Linked DNA regions of Mus musculus: region 2 is linked to region 1. A link is a contact called in public HiChIP or PLAC-seq data. All regions are on one chromosome and are shown on one strand. Each heading gives the region's core, a stretch centred on a gene start, on an enhancer-like site or on the middle of the called end of the contact. The rest is flanking DNA. Distances are from core to core; before and after follow the strand shown. Region 1 has its middle 110 kb from the start of Gm30996. Region 2 has its middle 40 kb from the start of Mir6388.

Region 1 (3,789 bases), core at 9-2,508:
CTGGATTCTTTGTGCTAAAGTGAGTGTCTCTCTCAAATCTACTGCATGCCAACATCACTCACCTGAAGAGGCTTATACTGAGGAACCAGGCCTTGTGTGTTACATACTCTCTGTGGGAAGCAGAAATGAACTCTCTTGAGGGTCCCTGCATCTCCCATCATGTGGGGAGCCGCCCTCACATTCGCTGTTACAAGATGGCGCTGACATCCTGTGTTCTAAGTGGTAAACAAATAATCTGCGCATGTGCCAAGGGTAGTTTTCCACTACGTGTGCTCTGCCTTCCTCGTGACGACAACTCGGCCGATGGGCTGCAGCCAATCGGAGTGACACGTCCTAGGCAGAGGATAATTCTCCTTAAAAGGGACGGGGTTTCGCCATTCTCTCTCTTGCACTCTTGCTCTGGCTCTTGCTTCTTGCTCCTGAAGATGTAAGCAATAAAGCTCTTGCGCTCTTGCCCTCGCTCTTGCGCTCTTGCGCTCTGGCTCCTAAAGATGTAAGCAATAGAGCTCTTGCTCTCTTGCACTCTTGCTCCTGAAGATGTAAGCAATAAAGTTTTGCCGCAGAAGATTCTGGTTTGCTGCGTCTTTTTTGGCCGGTCGAGAACGCGTGTAAGACCATCATAGATTCATATTCTTGAGTCCTAAAATTTAAGTATTCCATCAGAGGCAGCACTTGGGGTCAGAATGCAAATCTCTCCTTGATCCACTAAACCTTCGGTTGAAAATCCAAAGCCGGGCCTATGTATTCACAAGTGTGCAGATATGGACAGGCTTACTTCCTCATTCCTGCTGCTGATTGTCCCTGCATGTGATGGCCAAGGCTCCCCAAGGAATTAACTTTTCTCTCCTGACCTGTTCCAAACTTACCTTTTCATTTTTCTTTTTCTCCACAGATGTCCTGTCCCAAGTTACGCTTTAACAGTCTGGCCCTGGGAAATTGCAGCCCTCCCCGACCTTCAGTCTGACTTGTTCTTTCTCTGGGTTTTCACTGAGCACTTATGGAATGATGGTGAGCTGGATGTGTCAGCCTTCAGGGAAGGGTGTGGAGTGGCTGGCACACATTTGGTGGAATGATGATAAGGGCTACAACCCATCCCTGAGGAGCCGGCTGACAATCTCCAAAGATACCCCCAACACCCAGGTATTCCTTAAGATCTCCAGTGTGGTCACTGCAGATACTACCACATACTACTGTGCTTGAGGAGCTCATTGACACAGCCCCAGTTTTCAGCTGTACAGTATTTCAGGCTGGTGTCCAGCTCTGTTCCTTCCTATTATATCATAAGAGGGTATGGCCACAGTTTTCCTCTGGCCTCTGTGGTTTCCTGTTTCCTCTTAGGTTAAGAGCTTTCTCTTCCTGTTATTCACTCTAAGTCCCTGTTAATATCTTTATAAATGATTCTGCCTGTGTTTTTTTTAAAGCTGATGGCTGTTTGGTGACTACAGCAGGTGGTTCAGAGCTATGGTTCCACTCAGTCTTAGGCTTCAAATTCTCACAGCAACAGAGTATGATCACTGAGGAAACCATGTTTCATAATTCCATTGAGGAATCAGAGTGAGAAGAAGTGAGCCAGTTTCCAAACACAATCCTCTCCTCAAAGGAACCTGGAATTGTGAAATGGTAACCAGTCTCTTAGGTGGTGTTCTTAATCATCAAATACAGACACTTCCAAAAGGAACTTCTATTGGTTTGTGATCAACGAAAATATGGCCCAAGCAGAAGAGAAGGGAAAAATCATTCACTGTGAAAGCTGAATATAGAAAAATGGTGTAAATAAATATGTCCATTTATTCAAGGAAAGCTCCTGCATAGACATTGCAACAGATCAGCAAGTATGACGATCTTCATATTAGTTTAACTTAGGAGAATAATCTCATCTTGTCTATATATAATCTTATGGAGCCTGGATATTTGTGAATGGATTACATTATAAGAGGAGGATGTCTCTGTCAATCCAACTACTTAAATATGCATGCACTTCTGTACATAGCAACTTATGTGAGTCATCAGCTTCCAATATACTGATGTATGAAGTACAGCTTTATAGACATTACCCAGCACATCAGGGGTTCAGAAATGTCATGATAAAACCATTTAGCTCCTTGAATTGCAGGGATAAATGTTCCTTTATAGTCAGAAGTCATTGATTTCCTGAGGATGTTGCCATGTGAGCTAACAATTCACAGGATATCACATGGATTCAGACCAGTTATGGAAGAGAGAACATGCATTCAATTGATCCCCCTCTTCATATGCTTCAACATTAGGTGTATCCAAGTTTTGAACCTGAAGTTAGAACACAAATATACTTGAATAATCTGTATTTATGTAGAATGTATTGATGTTTAAATATATGTATACATACTTCAGATATTTAAATGCACATGATAACATATCCCTGCACAGTGCTATTATTTTCTCTCATTGTGAGGACAATATTTCATATCTGTCCTTCATTAGTGAAACATCAGCTCCTGAAATGCTTTACTGACATTCCCTGCCTAGAAATAAGACAACACTGAATTAGAAAGGTACACAGGAAGAGATAAAGCTTTCTAAGCATACATATTCTCCACCCATTAGGATCTTTTGAATGAAATTCTCTCAATTTTCGTATCTCATTAAATTCATGCAGTGTAGTAAAGAGATTGAGTTGCAAAATACATTGGCTTGATTTCTATTTCTTTCTCAATGTGATTTTTTTAAAAAGTTAACACTTTAGGAGTGCCACTCTAACTCTTCTTTCTATTGACCCCTGTATGTGAGGGTCCCAGGAATTCATCCATGGGAACATGGGGTGATCCATCTTCCCTTAAGATTCACTGTTGTTCTTCTGTCTTCAGCTTCTCTGGCCCAGTTACACCCTAATGAATACAACAAAGACCCTGCTCCCCCCCCACTCGTTTACACATTATTACAAATGGGAACTTTTGGAGGTGGATCCAACTGCCACTAGGAAAGAGAATGACTTTAATAGGATCATTGATGAAAATGTAGAAACAAATTAAATTTAGTCTCAGAGATATAAGCGACATTCTATAAGTAAACAGGAGCCATTTCTCAAAACACACCTGTCAACAAGCCCCTTCCGCTCCACTCGAGCCCCGGGCTACCTTGCCAGCGGAGTCGCCTGACACCCGCAAGGGCCCACACAGGATTCCACAAGGGATCCTAAGGCTCTAGTGAGTGGAACACAACTTCTGCCAGGAGTCCGGTTCGAACACCAGATATCTGGGTACCTTCCCTGCAAGAAGAGAGCTTTCCTGCAGAGAATACTCTACCCACTGAAACTAAGGAGAATCCTACCCTCCCAGGTCTGCTTATAGAGGCTAACAGAGTCAACTGAAGAACAAGCTCTTAACAGAGACAACTATAACAGCTAGCTTCAGAGATTACCAGATGGCGAAAGGCAAACGTAAGAATCCTACTAACAGAAATCAAGACCACTCACCATCATCAGAACGCAGCACTCCCACCCCACCTAGTCCTGGGCACCCCAACACAACCGAAAATCTAGACCCAGATTTAAAAACATTTCTCATGATGATGATAGAGGACATCAAGAAGGACTTTCATAAGTCACTTAAAGAATTACAGGAGAACACTGCTAAAGAGTTACAAGCCCTTAAAGAAAAGCAGGAAAACACAGCCAAACAGGTAGAAGTCCTTAAAGAAAAACAGGAAAACACATCCAAACAGGTAATGGAAATGAACAAAACCATACTAGAACTAAAAAGGGAAGTAGACACAGTAAAGAAAACCCAAAGCGGGGCAACGCTGGAGATAGAA
Region 2 (3,571 bases), core at 33-2,532, 140 kb before region 1:
TGTCTCTTGTGAGACTATGCCGGGGCCTAGCAAACACAGAAGTGGATGCTCACAGTCAGCTAATGGATGGATCATAGAGCTCCCAATGGAGGAGCTAGAGAAAGTAGCCAAGGACCTAAAGGGATCTGCAACCCTATAGGAGGAACAGCATTATGAACTAAGCAGTACCCCGGAGCTCTTGACTCTAGCTGCATATATATCAAAAGATGGCCTAGTCGGCCATCACTGGAAAGAGAGGCCCATTGGACTTGCAAACTTTATATGCCTCAGTACAGGGGAACACCAGGGCCAAAAAGGGGGAGTGGGTGGGCAGGGGAGTGGGGGTGGGTGGATATGGGGGACTTTTGGTATAGCATTGGAAATGTAAATGAGGTAAATACCTAATAAAAAATGGAAAAAAAATTCTAGGATTCAGGATGACAATGACTAGATATATACTAGAAAGTGCTGGCTGCTTCACATGCATAAATTATAACTTTCTTATATGAAAAGAGTTACAGAAGACTGCTGTCTGCTCTACCAGGAAATCACAAGAGGTGTGCTCAGGTGTCAGTGAAGAATAGGCTGTGTAACTCCTATAAGAAAATGTTATTTTGCTTTGTGTTTAGTTTCTGTTTTAAGAAAGCAGGGGTTGGAGCTGTGATCATAAAATTTATGTAAATTTAAGGAATTTTAAAATAATTATTTATAATGGTCAAAGTCTTATGATGTAACATTAATAGATAAAAGACTTGCTTCAGCTTCTTTGTATGGGAGAAAAAAATGAAAGGGGTGAAGGCAAAAGAATGGGAAAAAGCAGGAGGGTAAAAGCATGAGAAGAGGAGAAGGAAGAATGATGAGAATCCTTGGGTGAAGAGAGAGCACTTGATCACACTCCTTGCATCCACTACTGTGACCCAGAGTCACTATTGAATTAGAGCCACTCTCATTCCCACCTTGCTTCAAGTCCCACCTCACGCTCATGTGGACCTCTGCACTGTGTGACAATGGCTCATGACTATTGGGAGGTGGAAGCTTCTTCATAGCTGCTCACCTTCAGGAAAAACCTATGTGCCTGAAAGAAAGGAGGATTAGATATTTACAAAGTGTAGAGCAGTTACTGAAGAATCCATCAGAATGTCAGTTTACCCATTCAAGAACTAGTTCACTCTGAATCAGAGCTCTGCCACCACTACCTTGGAGCTTTGAAGACACAGTGAACAGGTTCCCTGTGTGCTCAGAAACAAGTCCCTTTGAGGATGCAGAGGACCAGCAGGGGGTGGTGTAGATTCAACTTTCACTAAGGGAGAAGCAGTAACAGGTGCAGAGGAACATCTGGAGAGTGAGTGAGGCAGTCCTAGGACTGAGGCTTCCTTTCCAAATATCACACACTTCCGTGACCATACAATACATGTGATGGAGCTCCTGTGACAAGACTACCAGTTTAGTACAGTAACAGTTCTTTGTTAAGTAATTGTGCATATGTTTTATTCATTACATATTAACCTTATTGGAAGGCCATAAACAAATTACATATGCAAATGAGAGAATGATAGAGAATTTCAAACATGATGTGTCAAATGTTTGAACATCACTATCATAGTCAGCTGCATCTGTACATCTATCTGTAACTTCTTTCCACTGGCAGGAGGGATTTTCTCAGTTGGAAACTATGACTGATTGTTACTTGGGAACAAGGCTCTTGTGGTTCCATTCACAATGTTGAACCAATGCAGGTCTGCTGGGAAAGTGTAGAACACCTGGGTCCTACTGCCATATGAAACCCTCAGATCTGGGGAAGGAGAGGGGGAGAAGCTGGGCACATTTTCACAGTCTGGTCTTCCATACATTTTATTTTCATCACTTACTTTTCTGTATATTTTCCCCTAAAGTGTTTTTTTCTAAATTAGTAATATTAAGACTTAATATATATGTTTCTATTGTCTTGAGGAAAAAGGACTCTGAAGGTAGTGAAGAGGTGACTTTATACCATATTAATACCAACTACATCAGAATATAGACTGTTTTCCTTACAATATCTTGATTCTGAGGTCTCCTTTATTGTTTACAACATTCCTGGCACTGGCTTCTTCCTTCTCCTGTCTTGTGTTTTTGGATGAGAGCCCTTCAATCTGATGTGATGTTCCAGATTTGTGATAAATCCATCCCACTTTTCAGATTTCCTCTTAGAACATTTAATTAGCTTATCAAAAATGAGTTGCCCACTGTTAAATTTTTTTTTAATTCCAGGCTATTGGGGATACACCTGAGATTGCTAACAGTTTCTGATAAGAGATTCAAATTCTTTTCCCTGCCTGAATGTGATTTACACCTCATGAGATTATATCCTGTCTCTGGTAGAAGACTTTCCATGTCATCTAAAGGAATATCTGGTTGCTGCTGTACTCTGTGCATGTTGGGATCCATTTACTCACAACATCCATATATAACATGCCTACCTCATTTGAATCCCATGATACTACAGTCATTATCTTTTTTTTAAAATTGTATTTATTTTTCATTAGATATTTTCTTTATATACATTTCAAATGCTATCCCGAAATTTCCCTATACCCTCCCTCCACCTGGCTCCCCTACCTACCCACTCCCTCTTTTTCGCCCTGGCATTCTCCTATATTGGGGCATATAAAGTTTGCAATATCAAGGGGCATCTCTTCCCAGCGATGGCCAACTAGGCCATCTTCTCTTACATATGCAGCTAGAGATATGAGCTCTGGGGTTACTGGTTAGTTCATATTGTTGTTCCACCTATAGGGTTGCAGACCCCTTCAGCTCCTTGGGTGCTTTCTCTAGCTTCTCCATTGGGGGCCCTGTGATCCATCTTATAGATGAGTGTGAGCATCCCCTTCTGTATTTCCAGGCACTGGCATAGCCTCATAGGAGAAAGCTATAACAGGGTCCCTTCAGCAAAATATTTCTGGCATTGTGCAATAGTGTCTGGGTTTGGTGACTGATTATGGGATTGATCCTCATGTGGGGCAGTCTCTGGATAGTCCATCCTTTGGTCTTAGCTCCAATCTTTGTCTCTGTAACTCCTTTCATGGGTAATTTGTTCCCTATTCTAAGGAGGAATGAAGTATCCACCGACTGGTCTTCACTTTTCTTGACTTTTTTGTGTTTTGCAAATTGTATCTTAGATGTTCTATGTTTCTGGGCTAATATCCACTTATTAGTGAGTGCATATCTAATGACTTCTTTTGTGATTGTGTTACCTCAGTAAGGATTATATCCTCCAGATAAATCCATTTGTCCAAGAATTTCATAAATCCGTTGTTTTTAATTGCTGAGTAGTACTCCATTGTGTAAATGTACCACATTTTCTGTATCCATTCCTCTGTTGAGGGACATCTGAGCTCTTTCCAGCGTCTGGCAATTATAAATTAGGCTGCTAGGAACATAGTGAAGCATGTGTTCTTATTACCAGTTGGAACTTATGGGTATATGCCCAGGACAGGTATTGCTGGATCTTCTGGTATTACTATGTCCAATTTTCTGAGGAATCTCCAGACTGACTTCCAGAGTGGTTGTACAAGCTTGCAATCCCACCAGGAGTGGAGGAGTGTTTCTCTTT

The links. HiChIP or PLAC-seq counts read pairs in DNA pulled down with a chosen protein or histone mark.
Region 2: an H3K27ac HiChIP or PLAC-seq map of large pre-B cells shows a contact between it and region 1, with 3 times the contacts expected there. The contact joins two enhancer-like sites. A contact is called at or near these places in 1 of 15 datasets of contacts at CTCF or cohesin (large pre-B cells), 1 of 484 Hi-C or Micro-C datasets (the C2C12 cell line) and 1 of 115 datasets of contacts at active chromatin or transcription factors (large pre-B cells).

Annotation. Positions count from the first base shown.
Region 1 is chr12:115,516,755-115,520,543 of GRCm38.p6, reverse strand. It overlaps Igh and the pseudogene Ighv8-10. Among named protein-coding and RNA genes, the nearest start is that of Gm30996, 110 kb to the right of the region's middle. Within about 2 kb of position 1,258, at least 31 of the 459 cell types and tissues checked have an H3K27ac peak or open chromatin away from gene starts, as enhancers often do.
Region 2 is chr12:115,653,667-115,657,237 of GRCm38.p6, reverse strand. It overlaps Igh. Among named protein-coding and RNA genes, the nearest start is that of Mir6388, 40 kb to the left of the region's middle. Within about 2 kb of position 1,282, at least 7 of the 459 cell types and tissues checked have an H3K27ac peak or open chromatin away from gene starts, as enhancers often do.